2 separate regions of the Columba livia genome follow, and region 2 is linked to region 1. A link is a contact called in public Hi-C data. All regions are on one chromosome and are shown on one strand. The core of a region is the stretch at or near the end of the contact, and the rest is flanking DNA. Distances in the headings are between cores, read along the strand shown.

Evidence for each region. A called contact is a pair of places that touch in the nucleus more often than the background predicts.
Region 2: a Hi-C map of liver shows a contact between it and region 1, with 4 times the contacts expected there. The contact joins the promoter of TIFA here to the enhancer-like site in region 1. A contact is called at or near these places in 2 of 2 Hi-C or Micro-C datasets (crop and liver).

The regions. Positions count from the first base shown.
Region 1 is chr4:69,758,849-69,766,060 of bColLiv1.pat.W.v2, forward strand. All of the region lies in intron 1 of ANK2 (ankyrin 2), which reads right to left. Among named protein-coding and RNA genes, the nearest start is that of ANK2, 160 kb to the right of the region's middle. Within about 2 kb of position 2,528, at least 1 of the 3 cell types and tissues checked has an H3K27ac peak away from gene starts, as active enhancers do.
Region 2 is chr4:70,067,431-70,074,642 of bColLiv1.pat.W.v2, forward strand. TIFA (TRAF interacting protein with forkhead associated domain) reads left to right here and starts at 3,740. Exons shown (of 2, transcript XM_065062309.1): 1 at 3,740-3,925. ALPK1 (alpha kinase 1) reads right to left here and starts at 4,600. Exons shown (of 16, transcript XM_065062294.1): 1 at 4,117-4,600.

The sequences.
Region 1 (7,212 bases), core at 1,278-3,777:
TGGGGATATGAGAAACCTAGATTCAAAATCCCAGGTGTCCTATCACCTCGACAAATGAATGGCCCAATTAAAATACTATTATTTATGTAAAGTAGAACAGCTCAGGAAAAAAAAAAAAAGAAAAGAAAAGGATGCTCGGGCTAGTCAGGCAGAAACCTCTCTGAATCCAACATTTCCAAATAAAGCCTTATCTGCAGCCTTTCAATGGACACCGGACACTGTGCAATGGAGCACACTGTGAAAGTACTGAGTCAGCCAACATGTCTGCATGGCAGAGCATGCTGCTCAGGTGTAGAAGCAGGAAAGGCACATCAGCATGTCTTGCCCCATCTTTTAGCCGGGTTAATTTGTAGCCTTGCATTGACATGCTTATCTTGTCTCTATTGGTGCTGACTTGAAGGTCGCTGCACTGTTCACCATTGTACAATGCAGAGATATCCTGAGACATCATCTTTTCTATGTTGAAGGAAACATTTGCAAACTTTTACGAAAATGCTAAATAGAACAATAAAATCACCAGGATTCACCTGTCCATAACTGCAACCAGCTAGCAAAGAGGATTTAGCAGTCCCTCCACTCCTTTAGTTGTCATCTCTTTTCTTGGAGAACGCAACCATGCATAGCAAAGTGCTTTCTTAATCAGCCAGTCCTTAATTAATCAGCTGAGCCTGAGGCTTGTTGTTGGCTAAAAGTGAAAGATATTCAAAACAACAGCAAGCACTCAAGTGAAGCCTACACTGTAGTACCGTGTTATGTTTCCATAACAGTAGTAGATTCAGATCCTACAAGATCTGAAGATTCTAAATATTTTTTAATTCAGGGAGGTTAAAAAACAACTGTGGATTCAGTGAAAAGCACTAATGTGAACCTAAAAACAAAGGCAATTCTGTTCTCATGGATTTCAGAGCCATTGTACTTTTTTCTGTCTAAATCACAATATTCAAGTCCCTCTTTGGTGCGTTCCATTCATATAAAGACAAAAGGACCACAAGGGCAGAAGAAATCATCTGAACCTCAAGCAGGTACAAGGGGGCACTAGATAAGCAAAATTCTACTCTCAGATCCACACTTTTCTCTATTGAGTTAAAGGATAGTTTCCAAGTGGTCTTTGGTCCTGAAAAAGCAAGCTTCACGTCTGTCTTTCCAGAGCTAAAATAGAATTTGCACCCTCAAGAAGTGAGGTTTGTGAGGAGGAATGGCTTATCTGGGTATACAGAGTTTCTATCATAACTGGAATTGCAGAAGCATATCCCAGGTGTCCCCTGTTCCTCCCTCTAGAAGTTTACAACCCAAGCTGGGTTTAAAAATATGGAAGATTTATAATTTGCATCGTCCATACATGTACATAAGTTTGTAGAATTATTACAAAAACTAAAAAAGAGATGCAGATGGGGTATTGCAATGCGGCAGTGAACAGCATTGTATACAGCAATGCTGTACTGTTGCATTTTACATATGCATGTCCATGTCTTAGAATAAGGAAGGTTAGATTTTTAAAAGGTTTTACAATCTAATACGATATAGCAGTATGTCACATGTTTTTAAATAAGAGAGGGAAGGAGTGGCAGAGAGGACCCTCTATGTACTGTCACACCGCACCATCCCCTGCACTGCTCCGGGAGGGCAGGCGAGTCAGGAGTGAAGTTGAGCCTGGGAAGGAGGAAGAAAGGTTTGCTTTAATGCTTGCCTTTTTGTTTCCCACTACCTGAATCTATTTTAATTGGCAATAAATCAAATTAATTTTTAAGTACAGCTTGCAGTCAATTATGGTAATTGGTAAGTGATCTCCCTAGCTTCTTCTAATTTGCCCCCACCCCATCTCACTGAGGAGGGGCAATGAATGAGTGTCTGGGCAGGTATTTGGCCCTTAGCCACTGTTAACCCACCACAGCAGCATAGCTTCTTTACTCTTATGTTGACCTACAGCACTATTGGGGTTCTTCTCATCCTTCTTTCGTTGCATTCCTTTCGCATTCTATTGAAGGTTGATGTAAAGGATCATGTACAACCATTTTCAGGCTGCACCGCACGGTGGCACTCCCGGCCCGCCTGTCCCCAGCAGACGCACCGCGCCGGGCAAGGGAAAGCAGAAGGACCTTCTCATCTCCGGATGCCGTAATTTCAGCCTGTTTGAACTGTATTAACAGGCTTCTATACTGTTAGTACAATTTAATAGCTCAATGCAATTTAGAAGAGCAAAAAGTTGTCTGCTAGGCAACTGATTTTTACTGCTTGAAATAAAAGGTAAACTACTTTTTCACTAATTTTAAACTCCTCTTGGGGAAGATCTCCAGATTTTCTGGTCCAGGGCAGCAAAGCGGCAATTCTGCATGCCTGCAGCAATTGCTACAACTGCTGTGACCCCGTCAGTCTCCAGCCATCAGCCCCAGCAGACTGGCACTCTCAGCAAAGGCTCTCTGCGCTCCTTCTCCCACCTCAAAGCAAACAGGACGAGGAAAACCGAACAGCAAACCTTTCTGAGTTCCTCCTTGCAGAAAGCCTGCCGTAAAACTCAGGAGAGGGCTTGATGCTGACACCAAAGTTATTTTAAACACTCAGATCTATGGAAATCCCATGGGCAGTGCCCTGACCTCCTGGCAGCAGGATGGTGCTGGTCTCACCACCTGGTGTCTGGAGCTCTCCCAGGCAGGGGCCACCCAGGGCTCCCTGGATGTATTTCCCTTTCAAAAGTTTTACACGGCAACAAGCACAAAGTGGCACAGCTCAGCGTGCTGCTCGTCACAGCCTTCCCTTAAATTAACCCAGTGCTAATTTTAGCGTAGCAGATGCTCACAAACATAAATAGGCCCGTGACCTTGACAAATATGATTTTACATCACATTTAAAACTAACCACTCTGTTTTCACCATCCTCTGTACCACTCAGGAAGGAGCAGGGTGCCTCCTGCTTTTTTGCACTACGGTACCTTTCTCATTTCTCCGAATTTGCTACTGTATCATGGTTTAATACTGGAACATGAAGGAGATTACACGATGCAACCTACAGTGTAATTCCACACATAACGTTCAGAGAAGCATTAAACTCGGGAGTTTCCACATGAGAGAGAACAGCACAGGGCTTTTTGCCTTCCATCAGCAGAAATGCATTTGGGATTTAGTGCTGTCTTTTAACACAGCAAGGACAAAATTTCCACTTGCAAATGCAAAGTATGTTCTCTTTAGCCATCAACACAAGTGTCTCAGCAAATGCTGTTTGCCATAGACTAATCATCTCTCAGAGGCAGAAAGAAAACAGTGCCCAGTGAGGATATAGAGAAGAAACTGCAGTAACCTTTTTAAAGACTCCTGTTTTCTTTTGCTTTGTATAATCTTAGATTAGCTGCTGCTGTTTAGTCATACATAAAGAGACTATTCCTGAATTAATCACACGTTCAACGGCACGTGTATGCAGGAATAGTCACTTCAGCTGTTGTTTTGTACAGGTGAGTACAAAAACCCTGATGATTCTTATTTGCCCTTTAGGGTTTTTTTCCCCAATTCATTTATTGCTACTGTTTTAACCTGCCCCTAAGCTGGAAAAAGCAGGTATTTCTGCAACAGAAACAGAAATATGCCCAGCAGTATTCCACGTACAGTCTCACCTCCTACAAGATCTTAAGCTGCTTATATATAATTAACCTAGCAGCACAACAGAAACACAACAAAAGCGAGACGTGTGAGAGAAGATGCAGATGGTAGCTTAAGAGAATGAGGAAGCTGTGGAAGAAAGTGATATCAGATGGGAAAGGATGCAAAATTCAAAAGTTCCATGTTAAGCAGCATAAAGAGGCACACCCACAGCCATTTTCCTTGTGTGATCTCTGCATCGTTACAGGCTCAAATTGGAAAATAAGCCCAGAGCTCTGGGAGCTGAACACTGGCTGTTCACTGCAAAAAATGAGTGATGTGACTCCTTGACAAGACTCCTAGAGTTGCTCTCTGCTGTTCTCTATTGGGAGATTTTCAGTGACTGCAGAGAGTCAACTGCACAACAAAAGTCCTCAAGAACTGCAGATCCAAATTCCATGTACACTTTTTTACTGTGAAGTGCTTTGCTAGAAGAGGTTGTTATTGATAACAATTCATGTTGCTGTGTATTCCACCTATTCTGGTCTAATTCAGGCACTAACAGAACAGGAATTCTGAAAGCCAGGCTACCAAATTTTGTAGAGAATGTGTTACAATGTTCAAACTGACAGTTTTAACACCCGTTCTCTAGCCCAATGGGCATGAAACAGCATGTAGTGCAGAACAATTAATTAGAAGATACAATAGGTTGCAAAGACAAGCATGTAAATCTTAAAAAAATTCCTAATTAAGACCATAATCTTTATTCAATCCCCTTATGTGTATGTACTGTGAGACAGTCTGTAATTAATAATCACACGGTATGTATTCATGAGACCTCTGCCTCTTTCAGAGGGCAGGCCCACGCAGCACGCACTTGAGAAACAGCTCTTTGAGCACTTCTTTTCTCCTTGATGCTCAACGGGTGGCAGAAGGACTTTCATTCTGCATGATAAGCTTGATTTCTTAAGACGAAAGTATTAATTTCCTCATAGGCCTTTCTGTAGGTCTCTCTGTTATATATATATCTATAATAAGTATTAACACATTTATTTTCAATAACAGCTTTGTGAAATAAAAGGGGTTTAATCTTCAGCTTACAAGGCTAAATGTATCTGCTAATTTCGGCTGCACCAACAAGAAACACTTCAGATCTTATTTTTCAGGGCATATACATTACACATAGCATTTATAATTCTAAAGTGATATTTCCATTGGCTCAATTTGCTGTAATGGACGCTCAGTATTTCTGTAGGTAGACCATGAATCAGAAGGCAAGCTGTCAAACAAAAGGGGAGAACACATAACTTCTGGCAGTCCTTGAAAACAGGAGTTTTCTGATGTAAGCAGCACCACACAGGACCTCTGAGAAGAAAGTTAGAACCCACATCCCCAGGGAGGTGCTCAGTTCCCTAAATATCCATCTCTTCTCTCTTCCCCATGATCCCATATCCTGGTACAAACACAATTTCTAACACAGCTCAAGAAACAATGCTGCCCCCCCCTGATTATTAAACCCCAAGTCACATGTAAATCAAGTCCCGCCTGTGCCCTGAGTAAGTCAAAGATATTATGGGAAAATGGGGCACAACTCCATCACCAGAAATCTCGACCTGAGAACCTTATTTCTGGCACTTCTTTACAAATAATTGTCCTCAGTCTTGCTCTTGAAAATGTCTGAATGCTTAGTAACACTGTCACAACTGAAAATATGAAGTGTCAGACTACTGAAATATTACCCAGCATTAGCAGTGTTACGATTTGTAGATGTACATGGATACAAATGCACACAAACACTGTTGAAACACAGAACACGCCTTTGATGAAGTGGTTTAAACAAACAAACAAACAAAACCAAAACACCCAAACCAGAATAACAACAAAAACAAACAAACAAAGCACCTTACAGAAAAGGAATAACAAATCTGTATGACGTGGGCTTATATTTTTGCAGAACTGTGCAGGACTTCAACCTTGTATATTCAAATAGTGCGGTCAAATTACAGAGGTGAGATTTTTTTATTCCTCTGATAACCCATTGCTTATTGCAATATATGTGCAGAGGCCATACAATGATGAAGACAATGTCCCCGAATTTACAGTTTGTTACATCCATAGAAAGGGCTTTTCTTGATCCAAACAGCAGGAAAATTTATCATTCTCATCATTAGAGATGGGACACACATCCTACGTAAGTCTCCCAGACTTTAGTTTAAGCCTTTCCTTATTCCTGTGTTTGGCAGAAAGCAAATCTCTTGAAGCTCCTCTGCCGTTCCGTATTTCTGAACTCGCAAGGAAAAATCACCCATCAGCAAGCACTGTATGTAATGCCAGTGTGTCGCCTGCCTTCCAAACAAGCTCCTAGACTAAAAAAGATCATCTGTTAGTATCTCCTCATGCCTTTTGGCAGCCAGTCTCATCCTACCTCTTCTTCAGTGCTTATTCTTGCCACACAGCAGTGTTTCCCCACATCCCTTCTTCTAGCCTCCTACCACCCAGCGTGTCCCCATCCTGTTCCCTGCATTGGGCTTTTGATGGATCCACCTCGAGGCAGCACTTGGTATTTTGTAGAGAGCCGGAGAGCTTGGCAGCAGGCCTGCATAGGTTCACACCCTTCCCAAACTCAAGCACCTTCCCTCTTCCCGGTAGCAGCACACACCACGGCGTATCATGTAGCACAACGTACACAAGATTTCCCGTTAGGTCACCTGGGGACTCACAGAGCGGCTGCCACAGCGTGCAAACACGTCAACAAGAGGCAGGAGTGTGTGAGCCAAGGACACGCCTCACTCGCTGCGGTCGATACCAGCAGCTGGGTTCAGCAGAGATCAGTGATGGGCCTCAGCTCCGGCTGCCATGTCCATTCCCCGGCCCTGATTACACAGCATCATTAATACCAGTTAGCGGGGATTGTTACTGCAGCAAGCCCTGGTCTCCATAGCAACAGAGCGCCTGGCTCCCCTCAACAGCCTGTAATTCTGCATGCAGAAACCCAGAAGTTGGGCAAAATGCATCCTCACACACAGTGCTGGAGCAGCACAGTAGGAGCTGAATGTGGCTTGCAGGATTTCTACACTGAGTCTCTGAAAAGATCTGCATAACAAATGCTTTGCTCAATCAATACACAGCACTCCTACAAATTCTGCAGATCTGCCTCTGGCAGCAAACACTGGCATAGCAAGAAGTATAAACACCACGTGGAGGGACTATGGTCCAGAAACAGAAAAGGGAACAGACACTGGCAGGGTGTTTCTGGCTCATCTGCTGATTTTCTTCAGGCAAAACATGTTGAAATTCTAAAAAACACATAGAATGATACATCCTCTATGCTTTTGACAAGCACTCTGATAACTTTGGAACATAAACATGTCTACAAAAGTAAGAAACAGTTATCTGACAGCAGATGTGTTATTGTATTAATGCACACAGATAAAAATAAAAACTGAAGTTCCACATACCTACCACCATGCAGATTAATTTTTTTAGCACAAACCTCTACTTCCCAGCATCCTCTTTTTTCCCCTCCCTCTCTGGCAACTCATGGGAAGAAAGTGTGTTTTCCCCTGTGTACAATGACATTCAGAACATTACAGTACTTCCTATAGCAAATAAACAGTGTAATAAACTGCCCACATTTATCTTCTCT
Region 2 (7,212 bases), core at 2,490-4,989, 310 kb after region 1:
TTCCAGCTGAAATGATTCTATGATTCCAATCCTGAGCATTGCCTTCATGCAAGCAAATGCATCCAGCAGCCTGGATTTTATGGCTCTACAGCAGCAATCAGCTCTCAGCAAATAAGGCTGTGCCTCCTCCTCCGTGGCTCTGTATATCTCCAAAGTGTGCAGGGCAATTTCAGGCCACCCCTGTGCCACCCCAGGACACCAGCACAGCCCTGGGCCAGGTGATGTACAATGGCAGCGTGTCCCCTGGCACCCAGCACGCCCAGGCCCGTGAGAAGGGTGCCTGCCGCAGCAAGACGAGAGTGAGACATTTAACATGGGGAAGTCAGAAATCAGCGCACGTCTCTGGGGAGCTGTGCCCATGGGGCTGCACAAGCGAGGGGAATATGGAGGGGGCCGGAGTGGCTCACCTATGGCACTCTTCTGCCAGCCTCACTACACAGGCTGCACTTCACATCCTTCACACCTATCACACCGAAACACAAACGCATTGCTTATGTTCTCTTGTGGCAAGAGGCCAACCCTAGAGAAAAACTGCATCTCAACGTATTTGCCTCAAAAGCAAAACCCAATGCATTCAAATCCACTGCAAGTATTTCCAGTGTAAAGCCTGGTCTCACTATGGCACAGCGTCTGCTTGTCTTCACATGGTAACAGCACTGACAACCTGTACCAGTGAGCGGGCAAGTTGGTAACCAGAAAAAGGCCACCAGAAAACCATAGAAATCATATTTACACATTTACAAGCACAGTTACCCTTTAGCTACCTCTGTCCTGTCACACTGCTGGCAAACCTCAGCACTACATCTGCAGTTTCAATAACTACATGTGGAATCTGGCCTTGGCAGGGGAAGTACAGAACCACAGTGAAATCTCAGCATCACTGAAATCAGCCCAGACTCGCTGTTCATCTAACCAGATAAGGAATTGTGTTAATTGTGTTAACTTAAATAGCAGAGAGAGATAATAGAAAGTTTCAGAAAGGCCCAGACTACTGCTGGTCTCATATCTTGCCTTAAACATGCATCGACAAAACAGTTTTTACGCAACGAGAGAGACAGAAATATAGAGGACATGATTCCCAAGTGTTTGAGAAACATTATCATGGCACTCCTAACTCGTGACTGGCCTGGCAGATCATTAACAGCCATGCCAACTGCACCATGTGCCAGGGATGTTCTGGCAAGGTTTCTTACGGTTTGTTAAAGCATAGGGGGGAAGCTCAGGCAGAGAGGTTTCACATTGAGTCATTCAGCAAGAATCAGCTGAACACAGACATCCCGAACCAGTCCTTTCACTCACTAATGCAGAATACACTTTCAGTAACTCTTCTGACCTACCATAGACTTCCCAGAAAAAGGAGCATATTTACCCTTGCTAACTGTCTGATTTTCAAAGCCATTAATGACTGGAAGCAATTCAAGAGCCTTTGGACAACTGCTCATTGTACTGAGCGTCATAGGGTACAGAATATCCCTCTGATCAGTTGGGATCAGCTGTCCTGGCTGTGTCCCCTCCCAGCTTCTTGTGCACCTGGCACAGCATGAGAAGCCGAAAAGTTCTCGACTACTTAGCAACAAGTAAATCATCAGTGTATTATCAACATTGTTCTCATCCCAAATCCAAACCACAACACTGTACCAGCTACTAGGAAGAAAATTAACTCTATCTCAGCCAAAACCAGGACAGAGTTCCTAGTATTTTTCCGTTTTGCAGATTTGCCTAGTCTCTGGAGTTAGCCGAAGCCTTACAAATCAGTTGTTAGAAAAACAACGCACCACCATGGCGAAGCCGAAACCACCTCAGTCTTCCAGCCTAATATAGCTATGCATTACAAATACTTAATTAGCCCAAACAATAATGTGCCACCGATAATTACACAGAGAAGCCACACTGGACATACATAAGGAGGAAACATCCATTTGAAGTAATGAGCATAACTTTTTCTAGGACTTCCTCCTCACTATGGACTGGCAAGGCAAGGAATATATGTGCCTGAAAATCAGCTGGAAGACAACTTGAAAGAAGAGCGTAGCTCTGCTCCACCTTTATTTTAATGTCCCACACTGTCTTCATAAACCAGGGGAACGTTGTGTGTCACAGGCTCTGCAATCAGGCTTGGGAAGGTTCAAATTTACCACACTGCCATTATCAGCTGGGTAACTCCAGGGATGCTGGAATAGATTCACGTCTGGGGAAAATCACAACCCCAAGGGAGGAAGGAGTTGTGCAGACAACCCAAAACAGGACAGCAACAAGAGCTACTAGGTTAATGTTGACCTAACTCCCTTGGCCCAAGTCCCAGCAGTTTGCCATCACATAGTGCAGCTCAGCCTACAAACTTTACACATCTATTTGCAGTTTCACTTTTAACCACAGAAATTTCAAATACAAAGGATGTTATTGTAGTACACCAACAAACTCTAGTAAACCACGTAACCATTTTCGCAGGGAGATCACCCGAAAAACCCACGAGCACACAGCGCCTGAGTTTTTTCTCATACAGGGCAAACCTGGAGTTGTTTTCCTAAAGCTGGCAGCATTACGACTGATGCGGAACTTAAGGAAGAGAGGAGCAGTAAATCCAGTTCCCGTCATCTCCTATACAAAATGACGCAGAGCTATATTTAAATCATAAACCAGTAAAATACATGTAGTTAATACGAGCTTATATAATCCTAGGGAAATAAAAGAGTACTGACATACCTCAATAGCCCAAGTATCAAAATAATCCTACCAGAAAAGCTCTCTGCCGGCCTAGCAAGCAGGCTGTTTCTTGAAACTGAAGGGCTGACAGTAATTAAACCCAACAGCAGATGTAATAAATGGCAGGATTGCACAACTCTGTGTTTTCCAGAAGGCAGCAAAGTGCTTTTGTGTGGGCACACACGCCCAGTCCTGCCTGCTGCAGGAAAGCCATTCTGCTAAGGAGAAACTTGGAATAATCTGTGCTTCTGTGCTTTCACGTGACTTCTTGCAGAACAGTCTAACCCCTTGTTTTCTCATGTAAGGGAAGAAGGGCATATACAGCATATTAGCCAATGTACACATAAAAGCTATTGAACAGAACAACTGCAAAGGAACTTATCAACCCACGAGTAATTCAACTGTTTATTGAATAAATAAAAGGAACCCATGAATGAGAATTCATTTATATGAACAAACACAGTAGTTCAGTGCCCATGCCAAAGCAATCAGACTGACAGAACTACACCGAGGCACAACACTGTACAAACACAGGTGAGGGAGGACACTGGGTACCCAGGATTCAGACTGAGATGAAACTGTTTTAAGTGCTCTACCTCTTTTTCTGTGTTTGAGAGTAATCTTGCTTAATAAGAAAAACACAAGCGGCTGGATAAGAGAGAATTGCTATTTTTTTCCTACCAGATGGCAGGGCTGTCTCAGGTTTTACTATAAAATGAAACTTTCCAGCTCAGCTTAGATCAGGAGCCAAGGAAAACCGAGGTTTTTTTTTCCCAAAGGCAGTGCAATGAAGCTGAACCACTGTTGTTTAACGCGGAAGAAAATAATGGAATATTTTAAAATACCCGATTTTACAACACCGTCAGCCAAACGTTCCTCTTACGGTGCGCTGCTCACGAACGCGTCCCCGCTCCGGAAGGCAGGGGGTGCGGGGGTTTCCTCCGGAGGCGCCCGCCCTCGGGCTCTATCCGGGGCGCTACCCCCTCCTTCCCGCTCTCCTGTGTTCCTCCCCGCCCCGCAGACCGGCCCCGGGCAGCCCCCGCCCCGCTACCGGGAGGGCCGTCCCGCTGCCGAGCGGACCCACCGGCCCGCAGCGCCGCGACCGCGGGTCGCTCCCCGATCCACCTCCCCGCGCCAGGCGGCCGCAGCGTGCGCTCAGGAGCCGGTGGCGGCCGCAGCCAGCGCAGCTCCCCGCGGCGCGCAGGACAGCGTGGCCGGCCAGGTGAGGTTGTGCGGCGGGACCGAGGGGCAGCCGGGGGCCGTGCCCCGCTCCGAGTGCGGTGCCGGGGAAGCCGGGTCCCCAGGCGCGGGCAGTGAGGGGGCGGGATGCTCGCCGGGGTTTCCTTGGTCACTTTCGACGGAGGTGGCGGCGTTGGTGGCGAGCGCTTTCGGGAGCTCCCGCCCTCGCCTTACCTGCGGTCCGTGCGATGAGCAGCTGGCTGAAGGCTCTAGAGCGGCACAAAGCCCTGAAGGTGTGTTCCTGGGGCCGCGGGCAGGCAGCAGTTTGGGCGTATTCTCGTGTAACAACAGCAAAGATGGTATTTTAGTGACACTGAGGTTTTGGGACACTGAGTGCTCCCAGGTTAGGAGCTGTCAGAGGTACACTCGCCCAGGAGCCATTGGCTTTTCGTGCTGGGCGTCAGTGCATTGGCTGCATCAGACACCTGCACCAGACACCTGCGTTGCCCAGTGCGCAGGACAAACCTGCCCGGGGGTGAGCGGAGACTGAAACACAAGCTGTGGGGTGCCAGCCTCCTGCATCATCTCTTGCAGATTGCAAAAGATACACCAGCGACCACAGCGTAGCATTTTGGAGAGACAAAAGGGATAGCTGTCCTTAAATAGCGTGCTTTAAAATCATACTCTGTGCTGCCCCTGCCTCAAAGTTCATGGTCATTTAAAATGAAAGTTAATAAATTCTTTTTCTTGGTACACAGATTGAACACTTATATTTTAATCTGCAAAAGCAAATGGTAGAGATCCCTGAGTGATAATTTCTAGGTATAGAGTTACAGCTCTTGAATACGTTACACGCTCAAATGGGAGCCCTATGATTCTCAAGTTAGGTATTCTTGTTCTTAATGCTCTGTGTCATTTTCCTGTCTCAAAAAATGGGGATAATGATGCACACTGAAGGAGAAGGGAAAGAGGAAGGATCACAACTGATGGACTTAAGGTACAGTCAAAAGCAGTGCAATGGGCTGCTCTACAGTTGCAGGAGAAGCTTGGATATAACTACAGAATGTTTCTTTCTCTAGAGAGAGTTCTCAAAAAAAAATCTTTCTCCTGACCAGTAGAGTCTAGTAAACAGAAAGTCCTTCAGTATTTACATGAAAGTATGCTTAGTCCAACCTCAATAAACCTTTAATAATGCAGGACTTGGCAACTGACCTCAGGTTGCTAGAGATGCCACACAAGCAGATCTTGAATAGATAGTGGAGTGGGTGGGAGCTGCCGAGATCCAGGTTCAATGGGTGAGTGCTGCTGTACTTCTAAAGCAATCAGTGGCAGTTCTACACCTTCCAAATTAATAAATGTAGCCATTTGTAAAATTCAAAAACATGAATAAAGACAACATCTTATGTTGCTCTGATACACAGTTGTATATACTGCAGATTTCTCAAAATCTGTTTCTATTCCTGTGTTTTGCCCAGTCCTGCTGCATTTCAGAAGCCAACTGAGGAAGATACTAATGGAAGCAGAAAACGCTTTTGTGTTGGTTTCAAATTCAGCCCAAGCCTCAAGATAGAAAACTGTCTCTGTAAAGTGGGCTGCGAACTAAATGAACTGACTTGGTTTTCCCCTTTAACCAAAGCTGCCCTCATGTGACATCTCACATCCTCGTAGTGGTGCAAAGCAGGAAGGGCAGAACTGAGCACAGAGAGGGACAGTCCATCCTCCTGCTCGCAGAGCTGCTTCCAGCTCACCAGCGTTGAGGCATACAAGTGGAAGGAGGAATAGATACTAATGCCACTGCAGCGTGGCTTACACATGGTGAATGAATACCTGCCAGCAGGGTGCCTGTCTGTACGTCTGTCAGGAGCATCAATGACGTTTAAAGTGAGCTCTGAGAGCTACTTGAAATTTTTTTCATCTAAACTTGGTAGAAGCGCTGTTGTAGCCTACTTCAGTAAGTAAGCTCAGGTTGCTAAACTACTGTGTCAGAGCTATTGCTGTTATTGTGCTAAAAGGTCTAAGAAGAAAGCAATTTTGAGGTTTCAGAAAGTGCAGGCTGGCATACAACCATTGACTGTGCATGGAGTTTATGCACAGTGGTGTAATTTAGCCTTAAAAAAAAGCCACAATTCAGAATACTGAACTGCAGTGATGACTCACCTACTCATAAAAATACCAGATTATTTTGTAAGCTGCTTCTCAGTGTCATTCACTGAATAGAGCTGCCAAGAAAGCTCAGGGTTGGTACGTGACATGTCAGGAACTTACTGTGATCTAGAAGAACCAATACAAACATCTGCACTGTATGATTCAAGTTAAATGGCCGCTTACGAATAACGCAGTTTAATAACACGTTTCTCTGGTGAGAAACTAAGAATTTATCCTCTGGTTCCTACTTTAAGTACCTAGAGTCTTTCTTTAGATTAAGTTTCAGTGCAGGAGAATACTGAGTTTGCATGTATAGAGAACCACATCGCAGTGTTTCCTAAGGTATCTCATAGATTTTTTTTGGCTGCACTTCAGTTGCTCGAGACTTTGCAACAGAATTTAGTTCATAAGTAAGCATCTCTGTGCTGTGAAAAGCTTTAAAAAAGAAAACAACAAAACAACAAAACCAAGAAAAGTTATTTCTTAGTTCTAGTTCCTAGTTAGGTACTTCAGCAGAGGGCTGTGATTTTCCAACAGGCAACAGGGGAATACCCTAGAGCTGCTGACAATTCTTCCCTTAGGGCTTGCTGTTATTCCAGCTTTTGCATTCATTTTACATACTGTCACATCAGTCACTTCTAAATATTGTATTTTTTTTTCATAGAAGAGGTAAATTCTGACTAAAGAACCAAAATAGTGCTTTATGCACATTTGAAATATTACTGACTGCAGTCAGACTGCATTTGTAAAAGTTGTCTGATGCCTTCTAGTCAAAGGAATACGCTGTAAAACAGAGCACACGGGCCTGGACAGTAAGTAATACTTAATGCTCCATTTTAAGTTCATAAAGTGGATCTTACTGACACTGCTAAGTGACATATTTCTTCCAAAGATAAATCTACCTGCGAGATCCTCATAAAGAATGAGCTGGCAGCAATTGAGAGTCACGGGTGTTTTTTGGAGTTCTGAAGTGCTAGGCAGCCATTGCAACAGATGTGGGATTGTCTGCTGGGAGGAGTTCAGCACAGAACAATCTGGCACTTGGCTGTGGTCACCACATGAGCCTTAGGCAAAGTGCTGGGAAATGATGGTTACCATGGGCTGGGTGCGCTCAACTTCTTCATTCCAGAGGTTTCGTTACATTCACTGTCAGACAATTTACTATAAATTGTATACAGTCACGAT